Regions from separate parts of the Mus musculus genome. Here all the other regions are linked to region 1. The links are chromatin contacts, called in public promoter capture Hi-C maps. All regions are on one chromosome and are shown on one strand. Each heading gives the region's core, a stretch centred on a gene start, on an enhancer-like site or on the middle of the called end of the contact. The rest is flanking DNA. Distances are from core to core; before and after follow the strand shown.

Evidence for each region. Promoter capture Hi-C pulls out the DNA fragments that hold promoters and counts their contacts.
Region 2: a promoter capture Hi-C map of hippocampal neurons shows a contact between it and region 1, with 2.1 times the contacts expected there. The contact joins the promoter of Alkal2 here to the promoter of Pxdn in region 1. A contact is called at or near these places in 6 of 39 promoter capture datasets (the 3T3-L1 cell line, cranial neural crest, frontonasal cranial neural crest and 3 more), 2 of 484 Hi-C or Micro-C datasets (cerebellum and cerebral cortex), 1 of 115 datasets of contacts at active chromatin or transcription factors (astrocytes) and 1 of 9 other capture datasets (embryonic stem cells).
Region 3: a contact with region 1 is called in a promoter capture Hi-C map of trophoblast stem cells, with 2.7 times the contacts expected there. The contact joins the promoter of Sh3yl1 here to the promoter of Pxdn in region 1. A contact is called at or near these places in 1 of 39 promoter capture datasets (trophoblast stem cells), 1 of 484 Hi-C or Micro-C datasets (extraembryonic endoderm stem cells) and 3 of 115 datasets of contacts at active chromatin or transcription factors (astrocytes, extraembryonic endoderm stem cells and stem cell-derived neural progenitor cells).

The regions. Positions count from the first base shown.
Region 1 is chr12:29,936,295-29,939,669 of GRCm38.p6, reverse strand. Pxdn (peroxidasin) reads right to left here and starts at 1,634. Exons shown (of 23, transcript NM_181395.2): 1 at 1,346-1,634. The coding sequence starts at 1,536. It overlaps Gm31939 (a long non-coding RNA gene), which reads left to right and starts at 1,683. Exons shown (of 4, transcript XR_001780596.2): 1 at 1,683-3,236.
Region 2 is chr12:30,883,017-30,886,867 of GRCm38.p6, reverse strand. It overlaps Alkal2 (ALK and LTK ligand 2), which reads right to left and starts at 2,544. Exons shown (of 5, transcript NM_001159743.2): 1 at 1,829-2,544. The coding sequence starts at 2,084.
Region 3 is chr12:30,909,270-30,913,108 of GRCm38.p6, reverse strand. It overlaps Sh3yl1 (Sh3 domain YSC-like 1), which reads right to left and starts at 1,440. Exons shown (of 10, transcript NM_013709.5): 1 at 882-1,440. The coding sequence starts at 882. Acp1 (acid phosphatase 1, soluble) reads left to right here and starts at 1,497. Exons shown (of 6, transcript NM_021330.4): 1 at 1,497-1,619. The coding sequence starts at 1,577.

The sequences.
Region 1 (3,375 bases), core at 385-2,884:
GATGTGAGAAATGACTCTAGGGTCCAAGTTTTGGCCATTGAGTCACTACAGAAATTCTCTGTATTTGGAGACGTTCCACTCTGGCCCAGTTTAAAAAGTTTATTGGTTTAAAGCACACTGTCTGTCCTCTCAGATGCAGCCTTGGCTGACCATCCACACCCTCTGGAATGGAAGCCTTATTTAGCTCTCTAGAGGACTAGGCTAGGCATTCCCACCCCAGACTGGCCGCGTGCGGCCCGCACAATCTCCCCCAGAGGAAGTAGGACACCCATGCACTTTTAGAAGTGAGAGCCCTGACCGACCGCCCACTCCTTGAATAGTTCCCTCAGATTTTTATAACTTTCGCAGGCATCCTCAGAGATGCCAAAGTCCTCCAGCCCAGCCACAAAAAAGTGAAAACTCTTTTTGGAATGCAGAAGTGCAGCTGCAGGACCCTGAATTACAGTTGGCCCCTAAACGCATGCCTTCCTTCACAGAACCAAATCTCAGAACACACAGAGGCCTGCAGCCAACTCTGCAGCACTGGGATTCCTTCAGATCTGGGGGCTTTCGGTGAAGGCGCAAAGCACAACTCCAGGTGAAAAAGCCAGGAAGTGGAGGACGTCTGCGAAACTGACCAACTGAGTAGAAACAGCAAGAGGAGAGTCCCAGAGCTGCTCAGAACTTGGCCACCCGCACGATGGTGGGCCCTCCATGGCACCTGGAACGCCAAGCTTCTTCCAAGCAAAGAAAAAGCTCCTTACAAGGGCTGCGCCCAACAGAGTCCTCAGGACACCCAGCGAACTTGAAGGCTCCAGCGCAGAAGCCGATGGGAGTACACTTGGCGCTGTGGCGCCGCGGGACCCAGAATCTGCAAGAGGTTTCCTTGGCGCAGGGTGATGTGGGGTGGGCATCCTTCCAGAAGGAGGAGAAAGGGGGGCAGGTACACTGATGGAGAAAGAAGGGGTCGGAGGAGGGACGACCCAACCCCAGGCCTGCGCTTTAGAGAAGAGAGAGGGAGAGGAACCCCGAGTGGAGAGAAAGTTGAGAAGACACCGGAGGGAAGGCCAGGCGGGGAGGGCTCGAGAGACGCGCGGGGCTTTCCCTGGCGACTCCCTACTACTTCCCGGTCCAGCGGGAGATTCCGAGTTTGAACAAAGGCGGCTCCCCAGGCCGCGCGCTAAGCGCTCAGGTCCGCCCCTGGCGTCCTAGCCAGGACGGACAAAAGGCCCAGCACACCCTGCGCCGGACGCCGGGGTAGCCCACCTCTCCAAACCAGTACCCCTGCCCCCCAAGATACCCACGCCCCTCGATCCCCCTGAATCGCACGTCCCGCAGACCCCAGCGCCCTCCGGGCCGCACTCACAGGATGGAGGTCTGCGGCGCCACGGCGGGCACGGCCTCCAGCAACAGATGCATGCAGCGCACGGTGGTACGGAAACACAGGCAGCGGCTTGGACAGCCTGCCCCTTGCTTCGAGGCGACCACCGCCATGGCCCACCAGGCAAAGCACAGCAGGAGCGCCAGCAGGCAGCGGCGCGTGGGGCGCACGGCCATGGCAGATGGCGCGGACAGGAGCTGGCACGCGTGAACAGCAGCGGAGGAGGCCTCGGCGGGCGCGTCCACCGCCGGCTCCCAACTGAGCCCTCCGGTCCCCGGCCCACGTCCCAGCTGTGCGCGGGGGGCGGGGAGGGGGGCGCCAGCTGTGCACATGCGCGTGGCTCCGCCCCCTCTTAGCTTCGCAGAGGGCGGGGGCTGGGCAATCACCAGGGCCTTGGTGTCTGAACCTAGCGACCCTTCTCGGAGGTGCAGCAGGGCCTCCTTGGACTGCAGGACCAGTGCACACAGACTCCACTGTGGGGGGCTCCTAGAGGTGCAGAGGTGTCGCTTGGGACAGAGATTGGATCCCTGATTCTGCTTTTAAAACTGCAGTACCACAACAAAGTTACCCCACATCCCTTTATCATCCTTTCTCCCTGTATCCAAGGGTTTTGTTGCTAGTAATACCTTTTTTGAATACTTACAAATTTTGTTGTGTTCTAGGAAGTGAGCTTTCGCGGCACTGCCTCTTTTGCCTCCGTGCCCACCACTGTTCCCACACAAAACATCTATCTCTAGTTTTCCTCGTTCCTACTTGAGAAACTGAGGCACAGCAACCTCCCCACCCCCCAGTGCACAGCTTGTGGGAAGGCTGTGCTGCAGAAATAGAAGCTCCCTAGCGAGAGATTCCTGAGGTCTCCAACATTCACCGCCAATGAGGAACCCTTGTGGGGAAGATGGGATGGCTTTTGCGTGGACAGCGTTAAGACAAGGGAAGCCCTGAGGTTAACATCAGAGTGTACTCTGCAAGATTGAATGCTGACACTTTATACAGTTCTCTGATTCTCCCTGGGGTTCCAGTCTCTCCATTCTTCAGCCAGGAAGGCCAGGTTAGGCAATACAACCAAGGGAGCAGAGGTCTTAAATGTGAGGTTTGGAACTGGAGCCCAGGTGTGACAGTTGATCCTGATTCTCAACTTGATTGGACTGAGCACCTAGGAGAGTATAAAACTCAACTCTGGGGGAATTTATAGAAAGTTACCTAAAAGGAGAAGACCTACTAAGAACCAGAATGACACCCATAGGTTGGCAGTGTAATAGGATAGATGGAGAGGAAAGTCCAACAGCCCAGGTGTTCCTTCTGTGATTTCTGGCTATGTAAAGGGAGTTACCCAGTTCTGCCAGGCCTTTCTGGACAGGCAGACTGAAATCTCTGAAACTCTGAGCCAACACAGATCTTTCTCTCTTAAGTTTTCCCTCCGTGTTTTGTTACTTTATTGAAAAAAAAAAAAAACAAGACACCAGATGTATCTTGACCTGCAAACTACTGTGTTTCCACTCTGACTTGGGCATCAGGGTACTGCCCAGGGATGGGGTCACACTCAGGCACTGTCAGGAGACTTCCGATGCACTGTGCCAGGCTGTACGGTGGGGGAACTGGAGGCTGTTGGAGGAGGCTCCAGTTCCTAGTCACTGGGATCTCTCCATGACTGGAATACCTCCGACCACCTGCAGCATGTATTCCAGAGAGAGATCGGGATTCAGGCCTTCCTGCTAAACTGCCAGCATGCTATCACTTTCCAGGCCACACTCCTGAGAGTAAGAATCGTTCAACCCCAAAGCCTCCTGAGAGGCTGCCCACCCCAGCAGAACAGACCTTCACTGCCTGGAGCTCCTGCAGAAGCAGATCTAAGTTTCCATGAGGGCAGAATTCCCAGGTATGTATTGCAGCCGAGATGAGCACAGGGCAAGATGGAACAGTCAAGCCCGTGTACTGTGATAGAAACCAGACTCCTATCTGCTGCAGTTAGTACAAGTCAGGAGCCCGATGGACCCTGTCCAGTACAAGACAGCGTT
Region 2 (3,851 bases), core at 1,295-3,794, 950 kb before region 1:
TTTCTTCTCAAGCAGCGTTAACTACTCTTAAAGCTCCAAATATTACCAGTCTATTCTCTCTCGGAGGCCATAAAGTTGCAGGATGACAAAAACAATTTTCTCTTTTTGGTTATGTTCCAGTGGATCAATCACTTGTAAACGCTTTAATCGGAAGAACTTTGGAATCAAATTCAACAGCATTTAAAAGTTCAAGAAATAAAACTGAACCTTCAACTCCCCAAATGTGTCACTGAACAATATACATTGTAGGTAATGTTTTAAGGATCAAATTTCTTTAGGGCTTTCTGATAGGCTGGTGGGAACAGATGGGAATATACATCGCCTTGGTTTATAAGGCAAAGGAGGGGACCTAAAGAAAGGTTTTCACACATCATTTCATAGTCATGCTTTTAGTGGGCACCTGGTCTCCAGCATTGGTTCCCTGATTTCTTTTTCTGAGTTTAGATATTGTTTTTGCTTCATTTCTCAGCCTCTTCAATCATTTCTATGTCTCTGACCCACATGAGGCAAGTAGATTCTCTGTGATTGTGTAATGTCACATTTCATTTTACCAGAAATATTGTTCTCCGCTTTCCCAATAGCTGAAGAGAGACACTGGCATCGAGTCTTCCACGAGGGACATGGAGACTACTCCCCAAGGCCTTTCTTCGTGCACTCCTTATTTGAGTCAGTTTACACAAAAGTGACCCTATCATATTTGACCTAATTGTGTCATGAAAGCATTAAAAGCTTGTATGCTTCCCTGAGAAATTCCCACGGGCCACTCCGGGAAGGGCTCCATCAGGGAAGCGCTGGCCATTTCTGCCTCTGCTGGAAATGGTGGACTGGGAAGCCTCCCCTGCAAAGAGCAGAGTGTCCTGAACTGTGCACTAGCACATCTTGGAAGTGGATTAGGATTGCTATCTGAGAGGCTCACACACAGTTTCTTGTTCCTGCCAGTTTTTTTCTTGAGAAACAAGCAAAAAACAAAACAAAATGAACTCTCTCTCTCTCTCTCTCTCTCTCTCTCTCTCTCTCTCTCTCTCTCTCACACACACACACACACACACACACACACACACACACACAAACCCTGTTAAAATTTAAAGTTGATTTATCTTTAAACCTGTGTTTCTGAGAAGCAGTTCTTAAAAATATTAATATGTCTTTCAGACACGGAAGTTAGCCCTTCCATCCATATTGTCAAGACCCACTTTTGCTCCTCAGTACACAGTGTGGCTAGAACTCTTTTGGGGCCCACAGTGACAGGACCCCACTCACTCTTCAGGTCATATTGCTGGGCAATCAAACATCCTTGGTTTCTCAGGTCCATATGTCAAGACTCAGTCTCATCAATTCTGTTTACGTGTTCAGGACCCCACCCCTTCCAGTCCTCGTGGTCCAAAGCCTTGGCCCTCATTCACTCTCTACCTTGTAGGTTGGCACTGTTGGACACCCACCAATTACCAACTCTCTCCCCCTCAGATCTACACTGTTGGGATACTCACTTTCTGTTCCTCATAGTCTACACTGCCCGGATCCTCATCCACTTTCCACTGGTCCATTCTTGCCACAGCTCAATTTTATTAACTTTCTGTACTTTGTGGTCTACACTGCTGCGGGACACTCCTCCACTCTGTTCCTCAGATACACACTGCTACGGCTCCCTCTTCTACACTCTGACCCCACAGTCTACGCTGCCAGATACTCACCTCTTGAGACTTTCTGCCTTTCAAAATCTACGCTGCCAGAACCCCCCGCCCCTTACTCTCTTTCATATTATGGTCTACACTGCTGGATTCTCACCCACTCTAAGCCCTCCACCAGTTCTACACCGAGGAACACTCACCCACTCTCTGCTCCTCTTGGTCTGCCCCATAATCCGTGGCCTCTCTGCGGCCCAGGGCAAAGTCGGACTCGCCAAGGAGCTGCAACCTCTTGGAGTCTCCTATGTGGAATTTCTTCAGCTCCTGGACCAGCTCAACTAGCAACCTCAGCAGCGTTTGCCGGTCTGCAGGCCCCCTGGACTGCGCTCGTCCCCGGTCCCCCACCGTGCTCAGCAGTAGCAGCAGCGCAAGGAGCATCGGGCGCCCGGACACGCGCATGGCCCTGGTGGCCTGTGTCGCGGGTCTTGGGACCCGCCGCCCCAGCAGCCGGCGCCCAAGTTTCCCGCACGCGGAGTCCAGGCGCAGCCTGAGCCCGCCGCACAACTTTCTTTCACAGCGGGGACGGCGCGCGGGGTCTTTGGACACCTCTTTGAGATGCGAGGCCACAGGTGACGCCCCGGGGGCTGCCGAGGTCCGGAGCCGCGGAGCAGATGGGCAGCCCTGGACTTGAGAGGTCCGGGCACCTGCCAGCGGTGGGCCCCGCACTGCCCTCGGGCACCTGCGCCCACGCCGTGGATCCCGCGTCGTCCTCGGGCACCTGATCACCAGAGGTCCCGCGTCTGCCGCGCTCCTCGGTCCCCCAGTCCCGACACTACTTGATGAGCTCCAGCCCCACTTGTCCAGCGCAGGGACACAGGACGCGCAGCTCCTACGGGGACAGCGCTCACCCTGCTGCTCCGAGTCCCGCTGTCCTCGGGCGCTTCTTATTCCCGCGGCCGCCGACGTCAGGCGGGTCCCCCGGGTTCCGAGCGCCGCTTTAATTAGAACCACGGAGCGCCGCTCTGGGGCGCGGATATTCGTCAGGCCCCTCCGCCTCTCGCTCTCTCATCCCCTCCCCTGTCCCCTCCAGGCCCAGTCTTCAGTCTCCGCCCCTCCCTCACGTCTCCACCCGCGTCTGGTCTCCCCCTCTCTTGTCCTTCCTCTGCCTCTCCTGTCTCCCTCTCCCGCAGTCTGTTTCCCTCCGTTCCTGTCACAAGTGACAGGATGAGCAGAAACGCCTTTACCGGGAACTGGGATCTGTTTTTGTCTAAATGTAGATCTTGGGCTATTTAAAAGGAGCTGCTTGATTGCCTCAACATTGAGTGTCATCTAGAGTCTGGACTTTCTGAAGAAGGGTTCTGCTGAATACAGGCAGGTTTCTGGTTCTGAAGAGGATGATGGGAGCAGGAGCGCCCTGCAGAAAGCCCCTCACTTGGAGGGACCCAAGCAGCCTACGAAGGTTCTTAGAGCAGTGACACTGCTGTACCACGCTGGACCCGGGGCCTGGTTGGCTCCAGAGCTCTTGCCACTCAAAGCTGCATCTTTAAGAAAGTTTGATCTTTTGGAAATAGCCAGGCACATTTGCAAGGGCTCAGCAATTTACTTGCCTGATTTTTTTTTTTTCCCTCTTGTGATAAGTATTACCAACTGCACAGTTTCCCATTTCATTGGTGCTTTCTGGGCAGGAGCTGGAAGTCCTCCAAGTCGGCGATCACATCGGGGAAAGGTGTTCTTAGTACAGCATCGGAAAGGGAGAAGGCAAGCATTAAAAGCCTTGATCTTTAACCCGCAGTTGCTCAGGCTGCTGCGAAGATGCAGTGCCTTACAGGTGCGCACCTGCACTGGCCAAGGGTGAGCAAGGGATCACTGTGTGCCAGCCCCTGCTCTGCACGGTTCTTGACTTCTAACTCCATTTCCCCTCTCCACCACCTTCTCCCTCCTTTCACTGGTTTTCTTTCCCTAGCAGATCAAGTGCCTGGTAGAGTGGGACCACGAGCTATGGGAGACCCTAACAATTTGATTTTCAAATTTGGGTTTTTTGTTTGTTTGTTTGTTTTAGCTTTAGTTTAGGGCTCCCCCCCCCAGTTTATTTAGTTTTGTTGCATGCAATATAGTTGAAAGACATAGGATCCTGATGAAATGCATTGCAAGACGAAGGAAGATTTCCTGAGAAACAGATCTCAAGCAGATAAGATGGGATACTTCTCCTTCCCTCCTTTTCTCTAT
Region 3 (3,839 bases), core at 191-2,690, 970 kb before region 1:
AAAATACCTGGGCCAGCAGGAATACAGAACCTGTTCACTTGGTAAACACAGAACAGGGCAAGGCTTCTGCCCCAGGCCAGGGCATTCCTCCATGGAGGTGGTTACTTCAAGTCTTTCTTCCCTGGTCTGCCTTGGCAGGGCAGTAGTAACATCTGTTGAAAAGAAGCCGGCACATTTTGCCAGGGGAGAAACCTGCTTCCTATTGTTACCTATTCCTATTGTTCAGAGCACTAAAAGAAAACAAAACAAACAAAACAAAACAATAACCAAACCAAACAAAAAAAACCATACAGGCACTATATACTAGAGATGCAGCAATCAAATTACCCTCCACACCACCCCTTTGTAAAGTATCGCAGAACCAAAGACACTGTGTCAAAGTCCTGACACCTCTACCTCTGGAAGTCCCAAACGCATGTGAGCCCCTCCCCTAGGGACTATCCTTTCCCAGAGATCACATTCCCACAAAGGCCCTACACAACCCCCAATCTGCACCTCCTTCATCTGTGTCAAGTACACAGGATGCCAATTCTCAAAACAATTTGAAACCAGAAGATGGTAAAACATCAGATATTAGGGGAAAAATAACAAAATGAAAGTCTGTCTTCAAAACTGGAAATGCTGGAGGAAAAAAAATTTTTTTTCTGCAATGAAGCGGAACGACTGTGGTTAACAATCAACCAAAACCTTTAGCCAGGAGTGTAGAAAACTAATCTTGAGTTCTGAGGATTTACAAAAGGATCCGTGCAGTATGATCTTGGTGGATGCGCCCAGACAAACCCAGGGACTTGACTGTTTTCTCTCCTCTTTCACAACGCCCATCGCAAGAGGAAGAGTTGCCGCGGTGCCGACACGCCCCAGCCGCTCAGACCCTTACTCACTGGTGCCTGCCGCTCCTCTCGGTACCCGAGCTCCTCACTCCAGTCCAGGAAGAGGAAAGCGTTCTCCTTGGTCCGCCTCCCTGACGGGACCCGCCCAGCGGGCGCACACCTGACCCAGGTAAGGGAATAGGTGTATGCCCTGTTTTTGCCAAAGCGATCACTGGTCCTATACCCTTGCTCAGAACGTAGCTCATCTGCGTCCACCCGCCTCATTCCTTTGAAGCCTTGTAAATCACCCCCTCTTCTTAATCGGGGAAACCCACTGCTAAGTACCGTGGCCCGGCCTGGGGTCGGTGGTCCAAAGGGGTAACTTAGCTTGGAAGGGCGGGTAGCTCCGATCGGAGGAGCCACCCTAGGAGGCTCTGCAAGCCGCTATCCTTGAGTTCATTGGCTGCCCTGGCACATCCTAATCCTCCCTGCTCAACACCGTGCCACCCAAGCTGCTCTGGGGGTCGCCCCGCGTTCACCCCGCCCTCACTCCTTAGACGTGCGACCTGGGCAGAGCTCAGAGTGAACGCTAGCCCGGGCTGCCAACCCGAACGCCTAAGCCCCGCCCTCTAGGCGACTTCTGGCCCCGCCTCTGGCCGCGTACGAACGTGGGGCGGCGGACTGCGCATGTCCACGGTCAGAACCCTGGCAGTGCGCATGCGCCTCGTCCCGACGCGGTTTCTGGGCGCCAGGGTCTGCACCGAAACATGGCAGAGGTTGGGTCCAAGTCAGTGCTGTTCGTGTGTCTCGGTAAGGACTCGCCGACTTAAGGGTCTTTTTCTTTGGGACCCTGAAGTGCTCTCCCTGTTAGGCTTCCGAACAAGAGCGCTGGGCGGAGGAAGCAGATCAGAAGGCCTTGGCTGGGCCCGCGTCTGAGCACATACTCGTTTGTCTGCCTTTTTCATATGCATCCCCCATCATCTGGTACTCCTCTGAGCCCGAGATCTGTGTAATTTTTGTCCCAGATTATGCCCTTCCAAAGCCCATGTCACCCTTCCGAGTGCCCTTCAACCACAAATCTTTGTGCGAGTTCTCTCTCTCAAGCCCGTAGACCCCTCTCACTTGCTCCTCCTCTTTTAAGTCTGAGAGTCGCCCATCATCTGCTTTGGCAGTTACTTCCAAATCTCTGTGCTGAAAAATATCCAACCAAAACAACTTTAGGGAGAACAGATTTGTTTTGACTCAGTTTCAGAGGTTCAGGCCCCTTTTGAATGGTTGTAGATTCTGGGCTTGTGGTGAGGCAAGGCATCATGGTCCTTCAAGGTGGCCAGAGCATGAGTCAGGGACTATTTGCTCCTGTGGACGGGAATCACAGAAGGGGAGAGTAGAGAGCAAGACAAGCGTTAGCCCCAAGAGCACGCATCGGGATGTATTTTCTTCTGCTCAGCCACACTTGTATCTTTCATTACCTCCAGTCATTTCCTCATATTTTGAATCTACTGGGTTAAACCATTGACTAGGTCAGTGCCCTTATGATCACATCCTCGGGGGATAAGCCATCACCGACGTCCTGAGAGTTGTCTTTTTCTAATCAGTTAAGGTCTCGATGACGATTAATCATCATCCCTGTTATTCCCTCATGCTCTTGTCCGTCACCTAACTTGCTTTTCTTCCTTTGAACCCTCTCACCTGCTAACTGGCCCAGGTGGCTTCATATCTGTAGTGTGACTCTCTAAGCTGGCCCCTTCTATTAGAACAGCTGGAGTTCTTGCCGGAAACCCCCACCCCCACCCCTGTTCCCCATTGTGCCAACGTGAGCCTAGGTTACAGGAAGACCATTCTGTGACAGGTTTGTTTGATGTCATCCTTGGGTCACAGTTGCTATGGTTCTCAGCCAGTCTCTTTTCTTTAGGTCTCTCTGAAACCTTGGTTTTCAGTCCCTAGGACAATTACTCATGCCATGTGAAAAACAGTTTGTTTTTAAATGAATAATCTTTTAAGTACCTTCTAACACAGAATTTCAACCTTGATTCTCCTTTACATAATATGCAATTCTTTCTTTTTTCAGAGTTCTTGCCTCCTTGACTCCACCCTGAGGGGCAAGGGTTAAATTGTCAACAGTCCAGCTATTTGTCTTTTGTCCTCTGCTTTTCCTACAGAGTGACACTCCTCTTTAGGCTAGAAGTCTGCCAAGACTTTCTGTCTACCTCGCTTTATCTTTCCCACCCACCTGTGGGGACTGCCCTTAAGAAACTGTTGCTGTCCTATGCCTTGATGGTATGGTTAACTTTACTGGGAACCTTAATGCTGGGTTTTGCTTGAAAAGCCATCTGTTTTATAAAGTCAAAATGATGAAAAAAAAGTCAAGGATTTTTTATACCCAGACCATTGGTACCCCCCCCCCGAGATATTTTATTCCATAAGTTGCATTTTTATTTGACAGCCTGTGGAGCTCTTAGGAAGAGTTATCTGTCTTGTGGGCAATAGCTTTTTTCCCTTTATTATTCCACTTTTCAGTACAAGGTACTGTGTGTGATAGTTGCAAGATATCTGTACTAGGTAATTTCTATGAAGAACAAAGTAAAACTCTGGCCTTAATTCACATTGCTTATTATAGTTATCTGTGCTGGCATATTGTACCAATATGACTTTTAAAGGAAGTACATGCTTGCATATGTTTGACGTCAATATAATTCAGTATTTTGTTTTTGCCACTGGAGGTGCATATAGTGGTGAACACCACAGATGAAGTCCAGCTGTTCTGAAGCCGGTACTTTGCAGTCACCATCAGTCAAGGAATGCCAGTGGCTTCATACAGTTGGTGAGGTGTTCACTATGAGCCAAAGCAGAGTGGGAGCAGGGTGTAGGCTGTAGTCAGGACTCATCTGAAGGTGAGCAGAGACATGAAGGTGGCAAGGGGCCTGTCTCTACTCCAAAGACAGAGCATGAGGTTTTCAGGTAAAAGTTGTAACCAGAGAAGTCATGGTTTTGGAGACCAGGCAGCCTTTCTCAGCCACGATTTCTTTGCCT